Linked DNA regions of Mus musculus: regions 1 and 3 are each linked to region 2. The links are chromatin contacts, called in public HiChIP or PLAC-seq maps. All regions are on one chromosome and are shown on one strand. The core of a region is the stretch at or near the end of the contact, and the rest is flanking DNA. Distances in the headings are between cores, read along the strand shown. Region 1 has its middle 56 kb from the start of Lrig1. Region 2 holds the start of 4930511E03Rik (RIKEN cDNA 4930511E03 gene). Region 3 has its middle 74 kb from the start of Lrig1.

Region 1 (3,329 bases), core at 373-2,872, 190 kb before region 2:
GATCCCCAGTAACACATAAACTAAGAGAGGTGGTGCATGTCTATAATCTCAGACTGGGGAGGTGAAGGCAGGAGGACCAAAGCTCAAGGTTATCCGGGCTACTTAGCAAGCTTGAGGCCAGCCTGTGACCCATGAGATCCTGTCTGAGAAAGAACAACGTGTTAGATTGTAACGCTTCCCACTGCCTTGTGGACAATGGACAACGGAACCAAGCACTCCCTCCCACCCCCCACTGCCACAACTCCCCAAAAGGGGTTGGGGGAATGTGTGGAGTGAAACAGAAGACCACCATAATTTTACGACTTCCAGAATGATTTTTTTGCTGGGCTTTCCTGAAGCTAAGCCACAAGCTAGTTAAGCCCGTGGGTCCTCCAGTATGGCCGATCGGTTCCCCGATGGGATATAGACTGATGCTTGTCACGTGACCACGTGTACACTCTTGTTTGTGGTGTGTGTTGATTTACTTGAGTTATCTTAGGAGAAGCAGACATCACCTTAAGTTTGAACAAATGGTGCTGCCTATTCCATTGATTTTGGTGGGACTGTCTTTCTTCTCTTCTATTGGATTTGAAGGGTGATGGGAGACAGTAGACAGGTAGGTAGCCTTGGGAGGCTTATGCCAAAGATTCTTGAACCTCAAATGTGTTCATTCAGGTGGAGCTGTGCTGAGTCACCACTGAAGGTGGGGTGACGGGCAGGGCTGAGGAGCCTGGGCTTGCGGTCCATGAGGAAGGAGGCTGTTGGTTCAGGGCTATTCTGAGAGTGAGTGGCAGCACACACATCTAGAGGAAAGCCCTACCGGGGTTGAGCCCTTGCTCTTAGCCATTACTCTCAACTCTACTAGGAGGCTCCCATTTTGCAGAGGAGAAAAACACAGCAGCTCAGAGCAGTCAGGCAACTTTCCCAGCTCAACAAAGGCTGAGGCTGGTCTCTCCCCAAAGGTGTCTGATGCAGTCTCTGCTCATAACCGATTTTCTCTGCTTCTGGAATGTTTTTTCCTGTCCTTCCTCTCCACTGCCATGTTCTCCTTGGCATGACATTTCTCCTGGTTCAGACGCTGGCCACAAAAATCTATCAGAGCCCTCATCATTGGTGAAGGAAAGCCATGTGAGTTGGGCAGTTGTGAGGGGAAAAGTAATAGCTGTGGTTCTGGTGCCTCTTAGATTGGCCCCAGGCCAGTGGCACCCTTGTTTGGAGGACAGATGTAATCACATCCCTACCACACGCCTTGCTTTGCCTTGTTTGTATTTGTGTCCTCCCTGATCCTTTCTTCTCCCATATCTCCCATATCACCTGCTCAGAGTCCTCTTCTGACCGCCCCGTGTAAGCTCTCCACCACTCCCATCAGCTTCCGTCTTATTATGTACTTGTTTGTTGGTTGGCTTGCTCCAGTATCTGGCTCCGCAGTAGCACGGAAGTTGTACGTGGGCAAACAGCGTGTCTGTTTGGTTTGCTAATGAATTTCTCATGCTCAGCACGGTGCCCAGGCCCAAGTAAGTGCTCAGGAAACATTTCTTGCACGAATGAATCAGGCAAGTTGGATGGGAGATGCCTTTAGACCCACACCTGCTCTGTGAATCCCAGGCTCCTTGTCACCTCTCTATAAGACGACCTCGAGGTGACCTCTAAGCCTCCTTCCAGCTCTGAAATTCCATGGCTCTCTGATGGACTTTGGAGACTGCTGAGCCCCACCCCGTTCAGTTATTTTGCCTTTATCGCCCAAGCCCAACTGATTTCTTTAGAAAAGGAGGTGGGTGTGTTTTAGGGAACTCTTAATTCCTTTGAGCATTTGGGCACTTTTCCAGTGCTTATAATTGCCTTAGGAACCAGTAAAGTTAGCAAGTTATTGATTTGGGACTAGATCTGTCAGCTTCATATTCTTTTTTCCTCTTCTTCCCCCCCCCCCCTTTTTTTAAAAATTATTTTCTGGTACTGTTGTGAGGTTACAGGCTAGTGCCTGAATCAACAGTTCTTTCTCTCTATAAGAAAGCTGTATTTTTAAATTTTGCTTTTGACTTTAATTGCAGCCAGCCATGAAAGGAGAGAATGAGGGTGTCGTTCCAGATGAGTGCACATTCAAAATCATTCAAACTCCACTTGGAAGAGGAGAGGAAAATTAATAATGAGAACAAACAGGCCTTTGGAAGCAGGCTCCCCTACTCACTCCTTTCTTTGTAAAATAGAGTCCTTCTCCTCACACAGTCAATGGAAAAAAACACTAGCGCAGAGACTGGGAGGTGTTCACACAATGGGCCCTTTCGGTCTACCCAGACCTGAGAAAGGCCAAACAGTGCAGAGCATGTGTGTGTGTGTGTGTGTGTGTGTGTGTGTGTGTGTGTGGCGACAGATTTAGATACATCAGCATTCAGCCACTCACCCAACAAATGTTTATGGACTACTTTCTCTGAATTAGCTTTCAAGCAGGGCAGGTATCAGTATAAACCAGTGACCAAGACAGGGAAATCCTAATACCCTGATGCTTTACCTGGTCTTATTACTTATACCTCCACCTGCTCCTAAGAACTTTGTGTGTATGTGTGCATGCATGTGTGTGTGTTAGTGTATGTATGTATGCTCATGTATGCATGCATATATACTGAGATCCATGTCAGATATCTTCCTTAAATTGCTTTCCATATTAATATTTTTATATCTTATATTTTGAGACATTGTCTCTCATTGGTCTAGAGCTTGCAGATTAGGCTAGACTGACTGGTTAGTATCCCCGGGAATCCTCTTACATAACCCAGCTAGAGCTGGGAATACAGGTGTGTGTACCAACATGGCTTGTTTTATTTTTTATTTTTCTGTGGCACTAGGCACTCTGCCACACCCTGTATGATCCCTGCATCCTTAAACACCTCTGGGTAACTTGCAACAGAAAATGTAATGTCAGTTCTATGGAAGCAGCCATCACTCTGGTATCGTTTAGAGAATTATGGCAAGAAAAAGTCTGTAAATATGTGTTACAGATGTACCTTTTTCCTAGATTTCATCTGTACCCGGTTGAGGCCAAAGATAAGAGGTGGCTGCATATTTAAGAAATAGGCTCTATTATGAGTTGAGGAAACCGGGGCACATTGTAGTGAAAAGATTGTCCAGTATCACATGTGTTGTGTTAGAAGGCAGTTCGTAGGGAGACAGATCACACCAGGCCAGTACAGCATCATGGGAGAGGTTTATTGGGGGATAAGGGGGAAAGAGAAAAGGATGAAGGGGGCAATGAAGAAAAAGAAGGAAAAAAAGAGCGAAGTTCAGGTTAGGGGGTTCTACCTTTTATTTGGGCTGTGATGTAATCATGCACACTACCTTGCACAAGTAAGGCTCAG
Region 2 (3,166 bases), core at 471-2,970:
AAAAACCTTTCCACTGGTAGATCGGTCATGTTGGCAGTTTCTTTACTGTACCCCTCACACACAGTTCCCAGTACTCTGACTATAGAACAGGTTAGCTCAAAATGGTGTTGTGTTAAACATTTTGCTCATTTCTTGTCTCACAGTTTTTGTAGACCAGAAAATCAAACAGCTTTGTTCTGCATTATTATGTCTAGGGTCTCACAGGGACGACTCAGAGGTTAGGAACTAGAATCACCTCAAACATCTTTTATTCATCTGCCTATGAATAGCCATATAAGGCATTTTCAGACACCATGGGCTTCCTTACAACTTGGAGATTGGATTCTAAGGTGAGTGCTCTGAATGTGAAATCAAGATAGAGAGCACGTGTACATGCATGTATACACACACACACACACACACACACACACACACACACACACCTGCCCTTGGGAGTAACAGTGTCATTTCTATCACATTTTCTTGGTTTAGATGGTTTTAAGTTTCAAGAAGAAGGAACATAGATTTCCATCCCCCACCTCACTCTTGATTGGTGGAGGATCATTTTATGTCATAAGAAATCATGTCTGATGAGTTATAAATATTGGTGCAGCCATCTTTAGAAGATATAGTTGGCCATGATTGGGCCTCTGAGGGTTAGATAGCCCAGGCTAGGAGTCATGCTACTCTGCTTCCTAATACTCTGGTTATGAGCTAGACTGTTCTGTGGCCTCTTCATTCTTCAGTTTCCATACAGGACAGATTCAGCGAGTCCGTGAGTTGCCGCCTAAACGATTCCTTTAGTACTTGCTGCATTTAGGTCCCAGAGCACCTCATTCTTATTATCTAATGCAGCAGAAGGCATGCTCTGTCCTGAACCACCACTTCCGTTTGCTGCATTCTCTACCAGGAAGGAAGGGTCTCTGACATAAAGGCAAGGTAAATAATATGTGAGTAGTAACCGAGGTTTGTGAAGAAGCTGTTTGTATCATTATTTTTCGTAAGAATCTAAAAGGTTCTGCCTAGTCCTGGTCCTTTAGAAGTCTGGGGAAACTGGAGAAGCCAGAGTAAGTATAATCAGCAGCAGGGAAGAGCTCCCAGGTTAGAGGTTATGCTCCCTGCTAAGTCTATGACAGCATCAGTTAAAGGTGGGAAGAGGAAGAGAATGGAAGGAAGGGAGGGAGGGAGGAAGCCAGTTTGGCCCTAGATTTTTGTTTGAAACAGCATCTCCCATAGACTAGGCTGGCCACAAACTCTCCATGGAGCCAAGGATGGCTTTGATCTCCTGATCCTCCTACATCTATCTGCCATGTGCCAGGATTACAGGCCTGTCTGCTGTTGTGGGCTGCCTGGTTTAGGTGTTACAATCCCAAGCAGTGTCATCTACAAGAGCAGTTCAATGCTCTTAATGTCTGGGTCATCTTCTCCGCTCTTAAAACTGACTTTTAAAAATTGTTTCCCAAGGCTGAAAAGATAATGGCTCAGTGGGTAAAGGTGTCTGCTACATGAGCCTGGAGACCCGATTTTGGTCCCATGTATAACTCCATTATGTTGTCCCCTAATCTCTACTACATTCTCTGATGCTTGTACATACCCCATCATGCACACACATACATAATAGTAATTTTTTTTAATAGAAAAAGTCCTATCACTTCAGGATTAGGATAAATAGTGATGAGAAATAATCACAGGCATGGCAGTTGTCCCTCTTCTCCCACAGTTCCTTGGAGTGTCAACTGCCAATCCTGATGGCATCTTAGTGAGAAGGAATCAGTTGGACCAGTCTCTGGCACTTTTCTTTTCCTCAGAAGTAAGGGGAGTTGGCTGACTCTCTTACATGTATAGAATAAGCAACATTGGGCCCCTTGATGGATAGTGTCGATGTCTGCTTCTGCCTACATTTCTGTGACCTTAGAGACTGGACACTTCCAAAAGCTAAGGTCCCTTTCACAGTCACCTGTTGAAATTAAGTGAAGGACCTACGTCTCTCAGTGACTTGAGCATGGCTTCTGCTGTTTCAATTAAAACCTTCTGTAGCTCCCAAGAAGACAGGGCTGGGGGTGGGGGGAGTGGGTGAAAGATTGCAGAGCCCAGCCTAGCCCACTGCCCTGCTCTCCACTGCTAACAGCACACCCAGAGCTCCCCTGGGGAGGAGGAAGCACGAGGAGAAAACACCTGTGAATTCCTTACACAACTCCCCCCATGGCTGCATTCCACTCTCTCCACTGCCAGAAAAGATTCATTTGTTCCATCTCTGACCTCAGGGCATGGACAAATGGATGGAGGCCTGGTGTGACTTCTCTACTCTTGGCTCTATTCCACTCACCAATTAATCACCTTACCCTAGCCTGACAAGCCAAGCCCTTTGCTGCTGTTCATCCTCTGGCTGTTCCTGCGATTGCTCTAAAGGCTCCCCCAGATGCAAGAACCCATCAGGTGGGGCAGGTTTTTTTTTTCTTTCCCCACTGTACAATTTATGCCCTGGCTGCCGAGAGGAGCTTCGTTCACTTATACAGTACTGAGCATGCTCAATACAGAGCCCTGAGGACTTCACTGGACTCTAGACTCTGTGGCTCAGTAGTTTTGCCACTGTGGCCTTGTCATTTGATGTCCCCCAAACTTCCAGAACCTTGAAAGAGGTTAAAGGTATCCATAGACCATATGATAAGATTCAGTGTGATGCTCTTAAGTAGACTTTATTGCTGATTTTAGAATTGGGCAACCAGATTTCTATGAAATGGAAGCATTCTGACCGGCTGAGAGAAGGATAACCATCATAGACAAACTAAGGCTGAACTAAGAAATGAAAACAAAAAGCAGACTGGTCATTTCAAAATGACTTTCTTTGTTGGGAGGGTCCAGGGAGACAGAATAATAGAAAAATAATGAGTTGTTTAACATCATATTACTTCATCTGTTAGGATTAAAGGATTACAGGATGTGAGGGTTAGAACAGGGGAGACTCAGTGTTGTGTTAACTGACGGACCCATGATAGGAAACCTGCATTCTCACCCCATGTGCTAGCCTGGAAAGTAGGCAGACACTGTGTGTGTTACAGGGAGAGACCTCCAGTACTTCCTCAGCCGTCATGAAGCAGAGAGGGCCTTCAGACCTCACTGTCTTTCTTCAGATGTATTCTGTATAACTCTAACACATTCTGGAATCTGAGGAGCTCTTGACTAAGGA
Region 3 (3,256 bases), core at 638-3,137, 170 kb before region 2:
ATCCACTGAGCCATCCTCGCTGTTCAGCTGAACATTTCCTTTAAACCATGACCCGGTGCTTTTAGATGCACCTTCTTGGGGCAGTGTGACCTGTTTTTAACGACATCCAACAGTATTCTTTAAGCGCTCCTGGGGAGAGAGGTGTCAGACTCTCCTCGGGGAAGAGGTAAAGGTGGAAGGAAGCAGATGAGCCAGGGCAAGGGGCTTCAAAAGCAGCTGTCCTTTGTCCAGTCCTCCATCACTCTGTCAGTGAGGATCATTAGCGAGCTTGGAGCTGGTCCTGGGACCCAGGCGATTGTCTGAGAACTCTTGTGGCCAGAAAGGTTCTAATAAATCTAACCTGGATTCTGCTTCCTGTCACTCAGTAGTCTTGGGTAACATTTGATATTTCCTCTTCCTCAAAGTACGAATTTATAAAGTACTAAATATGGATTTTGCAATGATGGGGTGGGGTGTATGTTGGGGGTGGGGGTGTAGACTGGAGAATGGTAGGCAATGGGAGTAGCCTAACAAATTAGCCGAAGAGTTAAGCCGAGGTTTTGGCCTTCCTTTCCTCTCCGGCCCTCCTTATCTGGGTAATTGCATCAATTCTACACTTGGGTTTGCATGTATGGCCGGCCTCTAAGCTGTGCAGAAAGGGATATCCTTTAATGATTTCTTTTGAATGGCTTTCCATCTGGGGAGGAAGAGGGCCCCTCTTGTTCAGAAACAAAGGAGCCATCCACCCTCCCAGATCTTTCTTCTCTATTAAGTATCTCTTGAATTTCAAAAGCCGGCTTGGAGTTTCTGGGTCCTGGTCCCAACAGCAGCAGTTTATTTTCTTTGTCCCTTTAAGTTTAGAAAACACTACAGGCCACGGAACCACTGTTCTTATTTTTCTTGGGTTCAAAAACAAATCCCGCTTCCAACCTGCTTAAAGCTCGCCATTTTTACAGCTAAGCAGTCCTAGGGCTGGCGTCCCTTCTTTAAAAGGGTCTTTGGCTTTGAGCTGCAGCAGCTGGATTTTGCTAGTCACTCCTCCTGTTCGAAATTCAGTTTTCAAGTCTGTCACTTGGTTTCCCCGCTGTCCCTCTTCCTGGGGGCTGCCCAGTTGTTTCTGAGGGGCCTTGAAGTGGTTTCCTAGCTATTTCAGAGCCCTGAACGACAATGTGTGCTCAGAGTTGGGCTGAAGAATGGAATCCCCTGTTTATATCCACAAACCCTCTCTCGCTCTCCTTCTTTTAAACATATGCGGAGTCACCGAAGAAACTGGAAGGAGATTAAAAGAAATGCTGGCTTTTAAAGCGAGTCTGAAAAACGTAAAGCTGGGAGCTGGCTTCCCGCTCTCCTCTCCTTCCCTCGCGCTGTGTTATGGGATTCATTTGCTGTGAGCCATCGCCGATTCATCATGCTCGTCCATCAGAGCCTTCAAAGCGAACCCCACAGCTGCTTTTGCCATTTATCAGTGGGAAATAAAAGAGAGACCGGGGAAAGTAAGGAGAACATATCACCACCTTCCAGAGCCTGGGATAATGGGTGTGAAAAAGGGGGTGGGGGTAGGGGTGGGGGCGGAGAGCTTATCTAATGAAACCCAGAGACTTCTCAGGATCGGGAGTTCCCGAACAAAGGCGGGGGACCTAGCAAAGCCAGCAGCCTGTCTGCAGCAGGGTCCTGGGGACAAAGCCTGCCAGAAACAAAAGGTTTAGTGGGAAACCAGAGGAATGCGCACAAAATGATCCCTACCTCCAGAGAGGTCTAAACCTCCAGATATTTGTAGGAATTTGTTCTCTGTGACCGACCACACAGCTGAAAGCTGAGAAAAACCCGGTGTTGGAGCTTGGAGCGCCAAGTGAATGTGTGACCTTCCCGCCCTTCCCTGCAGACTGGGAAATGACTGATCTGGTCATTCCCAGTTCTCATTTCCGTAGGGTGCCTGGACAAGACACCTGCCACTTTAAGTAAAGCCGCGGTGTCACAGTCCCAGTATTCCTCTGAGTTCTGAGAATCCAAGAGCAGGGGCCATCATTACTCGGGTGATAGCTGCAAGTTATCGTTCAGCCTAAAGCCACAATCCACAGCAGTCTGTGTGGAAGGAATAAACAGCCTAGACATTCATCATGGCTGATGGAACCCAAAGTCATTCAGCTGGAGGGAGGCTTCCGCAGACTGGAAGTGTTGGGGAACATGAATTCTTGAAATTCAAAGGAGCAATAATGTATACATGCAAGTATGTGAATGCATCTAAAAAACCAGAGTGAACCTATGGGTTTTCACTAACAGGAAATCTGAGACGGGAAAGGCTGTTTTACGGCAGGAAAGGGAGAGTTACTGCCCCCGAGAGCAAACTGCTAGGGACTGCTCCTTCAAGGCATAGGCAGTTTCAGTGGGTGATGCTAGTAGTCCAGATATAGACAGGTGTGGGCTTGCACAAAATATATCTTCTGTTAAAACTCAGTGGATTTCTGTTTTACTTATTCACATTCTTGAGACGTGGTCTTGTGTAGCCCAGGCTATCCTCAAATCCAGGGCTTTCTCTGCAGTAGACAGGCACTTTACCAAATAAGCCGCACGTAAGCTCTAGAGCTCAATGAGTTTTGGATTTAAGGTTGGTACATTTAGGTCTGGAGCACTGGCTGCTCTTCCAGAGGTCCTGAGTTCAATTCCCAGCAGCCACATGGTGGCTTTAACCACCTGTAATGAGATCTGGAGCCCTCTTCTGGTCTGCAGGTGTACATGCAGGCAGAACACTGTATGCATAATAAATAAATAAATAAATAAATAAATCTTAAAAAAAAAGATTAATGCATTTGTCAACACTCAGAAAAAAATTTTACTCTCTACACTTTATTCTAACCTGATTTCACAGGAAAAATGGGGACAGGGGAGACAAACAAATGTGGAACTCTAACCGACAGTGTGCATGCTACAACAGTGTGTATGCTGAAAGCAATGATGCTTTCAATTTACTTTGATGTTTGTGTGTTTTGAGACAGAATCTCTCTACACAGTCCAGACTGTGCTGAACTTTCACTGTGTAGACAAGACTGGCCTTGAACTCATAGAGATCTTCCAGCTTCTGTCTCCCAGGTGCTGGGATTAAGGGTGGGCACCGCAATGCCCAGCATTCAATGCATTTTAAAGCACACAAAAATCAGATGAGTTGGCATATGATAGATAGATGGCAAATCTAGGTAGCGTTTGGTAAACCAGCCATAGGACAGGGTGAAGAGTTACATGGATTCGTGACTGGTTTATGTTGACCCTTTCTAGAAAGTGT

The links. HiChIP or PLAC-seq counts read pairs in DNA pulled down with a chosen protein or histone mark.
Region 1: a contact with region 2 is called in an H3K27ac HiChIP or PLAC-seq map of embryonic stem cells, with 6 read pairs. The contact joins the enhancer-like site here to the promoter of 4930511E03Rik in region 2. A contact is called at or near these places in 6 of 484 Hi-C or Micro-C datasets (the Patski cell line, conventional type 1 dendritic cells, granulocyte-monocyte progenitors and 2 more) and 5 of 115 datasets of contacts at active chromatin or transcription factors (astrocytes, embryonic stem cells, pancreatic cancer cells and 1 more).
Region 3: an H3K27ac HiChIP or PLAC-seq map of embryonic stem cells shows a contact between it and region 2, with 6 read pairs. The contact joins the enhancer-like site here to the promoter of 4930511E03Rik in region 2. A contact is called at or near these places in 8 of 484 Hi-C or Micro-C datasets (conventional type 1 dendritic cells, granulocyte-monocyte progenitors, liver and 3 more) and 6 of 115 datasets of contacts at active chromatin or transcription factors (embryonic limb bud, embryonic stem cells, pancreatic cancer cells and 1 more).

Annotation. Positions count from the first base shown.
Region 1 is chr6:94,753,994-94,757,322 of GRCm38.p6, forward strand. No RefSeq gene overlaps it. Among named protein-coding and RNA genes, the nearest start is that of Lrig1, 56 kb to the left of the region's middle. RefSeq lists an enhancer at 1-3,329. Within about 2 kb of position 1,623, at least 47 of the 459 cell types and tissues checked have an H3K27ac peak or open chromatin away from gene starts, as enhancers often do. A contact at or near this core is called in astrocytes, embryonic stem cells and pancreatic cancer cells, where this site is marked.
Region 2 is chr6:94,942,114-94,945,279 of GRCm38.p6, forward strand. 4930511E03Rik (RIKEN cDNA 4930511E03 gene) reads left to right here and starts at 1,721. Exons shown (of 8, transcript NR_040761.1): 1 at 1,721-1,789; 2 at 2,244-2,415.
Region 3 is chr6:94,772,409-94,775,664 of GRCm38.p6, forward strand. No RefSeq gene overlaps it. Among named protein-coding and RNA genes, the nearest start is that of Lrig1, 74 kb to the left of the region's middle. Within about 2 kb of position 1,888, at least 81 of the 459 cell types and tissues checked have an H3K27ac peak or open chromatin away from gene starts, as enhancers often do. A contact at or near this core is called in embryonic limb bud, embryonic stem cells, muscle stem cells and 1 more, where this site is marked.